Linked DNA regions of Manis pentadactyla: region 1 is linked to region 2. The links are chromatin contacts, called in public Hi-C maps. All regions are on one chromosome and are shown on one strand. The core of a region is the stretch at or near the end of the contact, and the rest is flanking DNA. Distances in the headings are between cores, read along the strand shown.

Region 1 (3,853 bases), core at 859-3,358, 310 kb before region 2:
ACAGCAAGTTCACGGCAGAGGCAGGGCTGAATCCCAGGCCTCCCTGACTCCAGCCCCAAGGATATTCTCCAGTTCTATGAACATGCTCTGACACCTCTACTGTGCCTGCCCTATGCCAGAGGCTGGAAGACACAGACAAAAATCCATCTTCTCTGTCCTCAGCAGGAGCTCTTAGACAGGTTGGGCTCCCCACTCTCAAGTCTGTTCATTGAAAGCCTGCTTATTTATGTCTTCATCTCCATGGCCATCTCTCCATGCCTTGCTTATCTCTGGAGAGGGGCAGCTGTGCCCCTTTTAGCTGTGTGACTTGGGGTAAGTGGTTTAACCTCTCTGAGCCTTAGCTTCCTCATGTAAAAGAAGATACAAATTTCCACACCCAAGGAGGCTCCAAGGAAGAAAGGACAGAATGGATGTGAATGCGCTTAGCAAGTTTCAACAAATATCTGTTCCATTTTTCTTGGGGACAAGCAATATTGGAAGCAGATCAGTTGCAGGAGAAACACTTGGACATTATTGGATTTTGAAGGCTGCAATGTATTTGAAATCCCTGTGTGATAGGAGGACTAGAGGTTCCCAAAAGTCACACATGAGGAATAACAGGCAGAGACTGAGAGCCAGTTGGTGAGCTCTGGCTTGGCTGAGAGGGGTCTGCAAGCTGGAGGGAAGGACTGGATGGCTTGGAGCAAAGGAAGATATTTTTAGGTGCTGTCAGGGCAGGGGGTGTGGCAGAGAGGCCTGCGGGTCACAGCATCCCGGGAGGGAGAAAAGGAAGACCAACAGGACAGCCAGTGACGGAGTCTACATTTTTGTCTTCTAGTCAGCAACATCTTCCTCCTCTGTCTCCCTATAAACCTCTAGTAAAACCTGTATTCCTCCCCATTGCTGTTGAAGGTTTTGGGGTTCAACAACTGGATGCTAAGATCTGCTTCAAGGAGGTCTTGGGTACAGACTGAGCTACCCTGGTGACAGCCTCATTTCCTACGGGGGTGGTAGGGCTTGCCCAGGGTCACCGAGCTCGGAAGCTGGGACTAGAACCAAGTGTGTAGGACTCCCTGGTTTTCAGGATTACAGGGCAAGGAAGGCAACCCAGGAGGGATGCTAATATGTATAAAAAATAGATGGACAGAGAACAGAGAGACAAACAGATAGCCAGAGTCAATCTTGACCTGAAAAGTTCCTCTCCTTCCCTGGAGGACATCAGTGGACATTTACTTACCCAGGTTTGGATGCACTAAGGTCAAAGGTTGAGGTAGGGTCAGAAAAGCCTGTGGGGGTTCAAGATGCCAGGAGTGTGGCTCTGCTCCTGGGAGAGGCCAGGAGCCCGAGTAGAGCTCTCAGTGGGCTGCCAGCAGGTGGGTGGTGCTGTAGGGCACTGGGCTGGCCACCTGGGCGCTCTGAGGCCCTGAGGGTCTTTGTCTTTTCACTTATAGACCTCATAATTTGGATGGGGATAGAACTAAGCTGTTGAGTTCCAACACATTCTGAGCACTTCCTAAATTTGCTTGATTTTCAAAAAACCTGTGAGCTATGTAATTAAGGTCCTAAAATAAAATGTGTTTCAGATCACATAGCTGGTAAGATGCAGAGCTGGGCTTTGAATACAGGACTCCCAGTCCCAGAGAGGTTTTGGATTACATCAGGTGGCTACCTCAGCTCAGCCCTGATGTCTGTCTATACATGCTTTGGCGGTCAGGGTTGAGTGGGGCTTCTGCTGCCCTCTCTTCACCCAGTTCCCTTCCTTCTCCCTCATTCCCCACCAGGGGTCAGGTCCCAAAACAGTAGCCAGGACTCAGGCCCCTGCCCTTTGTCCATGTAAAACATCTCTTCTGACAGTGGGCTCTCTGAGTGGGGTGGGCACTACTCAAGGGGTCTCCCCTCCACAAAATCCTGGCTGGGCAGGTAGATTTGTTTCTAGCACTGGTCCCTGTTCCTGCCCCTGGGACTCAGCCCAGTGTGACTACTTCAAAGCAGCAGTCAGTTCTGCCACCCCAACAGAGACCTACGGAGCCCCCAGGTGAGTTCCAGGAATACTTACAAATATAAAGAAGTTGAAAACAAACATCAGATACTTCATGCAGCTCAGACAGTCACCTTCCATGGTGCTCCGCCTACAAAGCAGCAAGGTCCCTCAGTCTTCCTCCAGGGGAACCCCACCTAGAAAGACACTCTGCCCCTCCCCGCCCCTAGGGGTCCCCGGTGTCCAGCCCTGCCCTTGCAGTGGAGGGAGAAAGAGGGAGACTGAAAACAATTTCCTGTCTCAGGGGGAGCTCTCTGCCCCATGGATCCAGAGTTGGAAGCCAGCCTGCTTAGGTTCCAGCCCCATTCTACCATTCATTCACTGTGTAGTCTTGGGCAAATGACCCCACCTCTCTGAGTCTTGCTCTCTCCAACTTGAAAATGGAGACTAAAAACGGAAGCTTCCTCAAAGCAGTATCGTGAGGATTAACTGAAATAATGCAATAATGGCACAACACCTAGTACAGGGCAAGTGCACAACGATTCATGGCAACACTTGATTGTGGAGGTGAGCATTCCAATTGGTAGATAAGAGATTAAGGATAAGGGCCTTCAGGAACTTGCCAGGGTCATGGAGCTGGATCAGAGCCCACACCTGACAAACTTCCCACCACCTCCCATGGCCTCCAGCCTGCAGGACTCCCAGGGCTGTTCCATGAAGAGGGGAGTCATAGGGGGAGAGGGGTGCAGCATCTACCTGGGAGCCCAAGCCCTGCTCCTGGGGCCAGACCTCCCCATGCCCTGATTACTTCCACCATGAGATCTATAGCATCCCACCTCCCTCTGGAGCCCTCCCTGGCCCTATCTAGAAGTATATGCCCATAGCAGTCACAGAACACAATTCTATTCAGCCAACATTTGTTGTGCATTGACTGTATGCCAGGTACTGGGGTCTGAAAACAATGGAGGCAGCACTTCCACACCCCTGAGGGAAAGAGACAGTATCTGCTCTCAGGAGTCAGATCTCAAGGTCCCATGTCACATTCATGTGCAATATTCAGTATTTCCAGACTTCACAGGGAGGTGGGCATGGAAAGGTTCCAGGCATTGGGGTGGTGCCTCTCACTCTTCTTTCTGTGGTTCCCATGCCAGCTGTCTGGCCGCCAGCCCTCCTCAGCAGGGCAGTGGCTATGGCAGGCTGAGGCACCGGGAGCCCAGGAGACGGTGCCAGGTCAGATAGGCATGTGGACTTCGATCTGGGCACCAGCCCTGGGGCCCTAGGGATTCTCTCCTTGGATGGCAGGCTCCTCTGCTTGGGATTATTGTACTCAGTAGAAGGGCCAAGCAGGAGTAGGACACAGAGCATCAAAGCCAGATATGCTTTCTTGTTTTACTGGGAGGTGGGGACTGAGGCACCCAGTAGTGAACCCTGGGCCAAAGAGAGAATCAGGGAGGCACCCTGAACCAAGGGCTCCAGGCTCAAAGCCTTTGTCTCTCCAAGGGTACCCCAAGGGCTGCTCCTAAATTGGGTGAGAGGAGAAGGAGATTATAGGGTTCCTGGGGTTACCAGGCTCATCTCCGCCCCTGTGAATAGCAATATTAATTGAGCACTTAGTGTGAGCCAGGCTCCAGCCTAGGCACTTCACGGACATTAGTTCACAACAACTTATGAGGTAAGTGCTCCCATCATCCCTATTTTCCAGAGATGAAAACTGAGGCAGAGAGAAGTTAGGTGACTTGCTTGAGGTTGCAGTGAGTGAGCAGTGAAGCCAAGATTTGAAGCCAGGCAGTCCAATTCGGAAGGACAAAGCAGGGAGTGTGTGGGGCAGGGGTTGGGGGGGCTCCTTACTTCACTGAGCCATGGCCTGAGTTCATGAAAAGTCATCTGCCTTTGAAG
Region 2 (4,028 bases), core at 231-2,730:
CCCAGGTCTGGCTAGCTCACCTCTGTATCCCCTAGCTCCACCTACTGTACAGTAGGTGTTCAGTAAACATGTTTGGGTTTTTTTAATCAGACACCCATCAACCTCAAGCAATATTACAAAAAACTCAGACACTCTTTGGTCCTGATGTCATATGCCCCCCAGTCTTGAAATGGACAAAATGATAGTGGTGGCAGGTAGCAATTTCTGGCTTTCACAAGATCAGGAGAAGCTGTAGCCAGTCTCCAGCCTTCCAAAAACAGGCTCATTCCCAGGCAGAAAGCCAGCCCATCACCTGCCCATCTACATCAGAGCAGCTGTCACAAAGTGAAGTCTCACTGGGTGCCTGATGCCTTGCTAAGCACTATAGACACATTATTATATTTAGTCCTCACTACTGCCATTGGGTACTGTCACAACCACCATTTTGCAGATAAGGAAACTGAAGCTTGGAGGGGGAGTGGAATCCAAGTCAATTTGGTCCCAAAGCCTAAGCACTTGACCACTGAACTGGGCTGCCTCGCTACTCTGGCTCTGGCACACAGCGCCCACTACCACAGGGTCAGAAATTTCCAGCCGGAGGAACTAACCCTGAGCATGAAGCAAGAGCCTGGGGCCCTGGGCTTGACTCTAGACCCAGGGTTTAGAGAGGTTTTTCCTGCTCACCCGGGTAAGAACTTGCATCCTGGTTTCCAACCCAGCCTCCTAGGCCAGCTCACCTGGAAAGGCCCCAGGAGAGGGCAAAAGCCCGGCTAAGTTTCCAGCCTGAAGTCTCACTTGGCTCTTAGTCGAGTTGTGAGGGAGCGGGGTAAGGGGAGACAGAAACTTCCCTGACTTGGGCTCACCTTCCCCAGGGCTTGTGGGTTCAGGCCTCACCCCAGGAATCAGTGTGATCTTTACACCAATTTGTTGAACGCTCACAGGGAGTCCACTTTGCTCAGTGCCACTATGCAGAAAGAGAAGTGCAGTCGGGCAGCGCAATCTCAACACCTGGGGCAGAACAGCGGTATGCTCTCACCTTCCGGGGTTTTAGAAAGGGCGAGGGGAACACGGAGTTCACTTGGTTCAACCCCCTCCATATACGGGAACCCGAGTGGTCCAGAGCAGGGTGAGGGACGCGCCAGGGAACACACAGCTGTTGCATGGCAAAGCCGAAGGGCTGGGGATGAGGACCAGGGGGCTTTTGCTCCTTCTCACCCACCAGCTGTCTCTGTGGCTCTACCTGTCACTTGTTCCGAGAAGGCTGCCCAAGCGGGCTCTTGAAGTGCGAGCGAAAACTAATTTTGCCATTTGTGTGGCCAGCCGCCCCCTGCCCCCGGCCCCTTCTCACCTGCTGCCTCTTTTTTTTTGCTCAGTGCTGCAAGCCCAGCGTCGCCGGCTCGCGCCCCAGTCACCGTCCGATCGCGCAGCCTGCGCGCAAGTCGCTCGGTCGTCCCACTCCCGGCGGCCGTCGGGGAACTCTAGAGCCAAGGCCAGGGCTAGGCCCCGCCCTCTCGAAGACACGCCCCGGACACGCCTTCGGCTTCCGGACTCGTGCCCTCCAGCCCCGCCCCCCGGCCGTGTCGGAATGCAGCCGGCCTCCCACCACGACCAGACTCCTCTCACTACTGCCCCCCTCCTCTAACCAGGCCTTCCCCGCCCCGGGCTCCGCCCCGCTATGGCTGCCGTAAGCCACCCGCCAACCCCAACCCCAGGTCGCACAGCGGGTGAGGCTCGCCCTGGACCCGCCTCTTCGGGCCTGTGCTCTTTGTCCCTCCAGCCCAGGCCCTGCCGGGACGAATCCTGCCTCCCGCCCTCGCGGGCCCTGCACTCGAACCCTGCTGGGTGGGAAGCCCCCTCACAGCCTTCCCTAACGCTCCACTCTTCCTCTGCCTTTTTCATCCTTCCCAGGCCTGGCTTTCTGTCGTCCTCGTCTCTGTCACATTCACCTACGGGCCTATCATCGCTCCTTGGCCTGCTTAGACTGAGGCCGAGCCCCAGGCACGCCCCTTACCCCCTTCAGCGCCTCTCTAATCCTGCCCTGACAACTCAACCCGCACGCGCATTCCAGGGCGGGTGTATCCGGGTACAACCGGGAACGGCTTGGGAGCGGTTTGCGTTCCAGGTCAGGACCTTTATCAGCAAGCAGCCTGGGCGCAGGCACTTTTTGAAAATGCTAACTACAGACTGAGCCCTTGCCAGGGGCCGGGCTGTATGTCAAGTGCTGCGAGTACTGGCCCTCAATTTGCACAAATTTATGCAGATGGTACTAATGTTGCACCCATTTTACTGATGAACAATCTGAAAAGGGAAGTTGTGGCCTCTGAGTCTCACTTTGGAGGTGAGCAGGATCCAGATGCAGACCCTGAATCACAGGCTTAATGCTGCCACAGCTTGCCTGGACTGGCCCCTGGAGAAGTGGCCTGGGCCAGCCAGCTGCCTGAGGTGAGGGAGGAGGTGTGAAATGATGAGGGTGTGACAGAAGGGCCTGAGCCCCAGAAGTTGGTTTTCTCCCTTATGAAGTGGCTCAGAATTAAGGTGGGCTGCAGAAGATCTCCAGATGCTCCCATCTGCACCTCAGCCCTCTGCGTTCCCAGGCCCTAGGGACTAGCCGCAGGCAGGTTACCAGTTAGGACCATTCACTTGTGCCGCTGACAAAGTTCTTTCACTCCCATTATCTCAGCATCTCACAAGGAAGCCATTGTGGGAAGGGTATGATTAGTCCCATTTTGCATGGGTGGAGTAGGGTGGGGAGCTGGATTCCTGCCCAGCTCAGTGGTTCCCAAAGCATGGTCCTTGGGCCCACAGCAGCCACAGTAGCAGCAGGTGGGAACTTGGTAGGAATGTGTGTTTTAGGGCCCCATTCCAGACCTACTGAGTGAGAAACCTCAGAGAAGCCTAGCAATTTTTTTTAAGAAGGCCTTCAGGTGACTCTGAATTACACTCAAGTTTGAGAACCACTGTTGAGCATAATGGTGAAGAAGTCAGGGTGGTCTGAGAAACACAAAAGACCTTACAACCCAGGCAAGGTAAGTATTTAACCTCTCTCTAGGATGAGCTGTCAAAGGGGAATAACAATAATGACACCAGTCTTGAGGGTAGCAGTTGAGGACGACAGCGTTCAGGGAGTGTTTACCCACTCTTGGATGCCGTACATGCTCAATATATGTTCTCTTTCTAGTAAAAAGTCTCCTTCATAGAATCTCCCACACCAAGTCAGGGTGGTGGGCTGGGTAATCTTTAAGAGCAGCAGTGTTGTCCTCTGTGGGACATAGAGGGACACCATCTTTTCTACAAGGGGCCAAGAGCCTAACAAGATCCCAGATGATGTCAGTGCTGCTGTTCCAGGGGCCACACTTTGAGAACCACTGTACTATTTTGTCTTGGGCTGGGTCCCTAGCCAACCCATACAAAATGAGCATAAAATACCCTCCTCTTCTACCCAGCTCCATATCCCCTCCCAACAAGCTGGGGGTATTTGTGATGGTGATTGACAGTTGGTAAAACAGCTGGATCCCATCTCCAGACATTCAATCACATTAATCCCATCTGCTACCCTTTCCTGTGTCTGTCACTCCAGATTAGAGATGGAGGCAGCTGTGGCAACATGGAGGCAGCTTCTGGAATCTCCACCATACTCCCTCACCATTCTCTGAAGCCTGATAGAAGAGAGTCTTGCTATAGAAGCTCATGGCCTGGAACAGTGGTCCTATTCTGCAAAGCTAACATGTTAATTGTGAAAATTGAGGCCCACATTTAACAAACTAAAATAAAATATTGATTCTTTTGCTTTAAAAAATATCTTGATAATAGCCAAGAAGGCCATGTTCAAATTTAGAATTCTTGAACTCTTTGAAATTCTCTACAGGAACATGGTAGTGTGGAGTGGGTATGCCCTGACCCCAGCTCTCACTTCACCCACCCCAATTTGCTTCCTAGCCCCATGTCTGTCCCGTGTCCCAAATGGCCTAGGATTCATGTATATGAAAACACTAGTCCACATGTCCAAAGTCGATCACCCTTCTAGGGGTACTCACGGGAGCAAGTTGTAC

What was found. Hi-C and Micro-C count contacts between places; a contact is called where the count stands out from the background.
Region 1: a contact with region 2 is called in a Hi-C map of fibroblasts, with 9 times the contacts expected there. The contact joins the promoter of TSPAN18 here to the promoter of CD82 in region 2. A contact is called at or near these places in 2 of 3 Hi-C or Micro-C datasets (fibroblasts and skin fibroblasts).

Annotation. Positions count from the first base shown.
Region 1 is chr9:84,816,516-84,820,368 of mManPen7.hap1, reverse strand. It overlaps TSPAN18 (tetraspanin 18), which reads right to left and starts at 2,108. Exons shown (of 7, transcript XM_036891591.2): 1 at 2,036-2,108. The coding sequence starts at 2,098. All of the region lies in intron 7 of TP53I11 (tumor protein p53 inducible protein 11), which reads left to right.
Region 2 is chr9:84,502,630-84,506,657 of mManPen7.hap1, reverse strand. CD82 (CD82 molecule) reads right to left here and starts at 1,480. Exons shown (of 9, transcript XM_036891681.2): 1 at 1,328-1,480.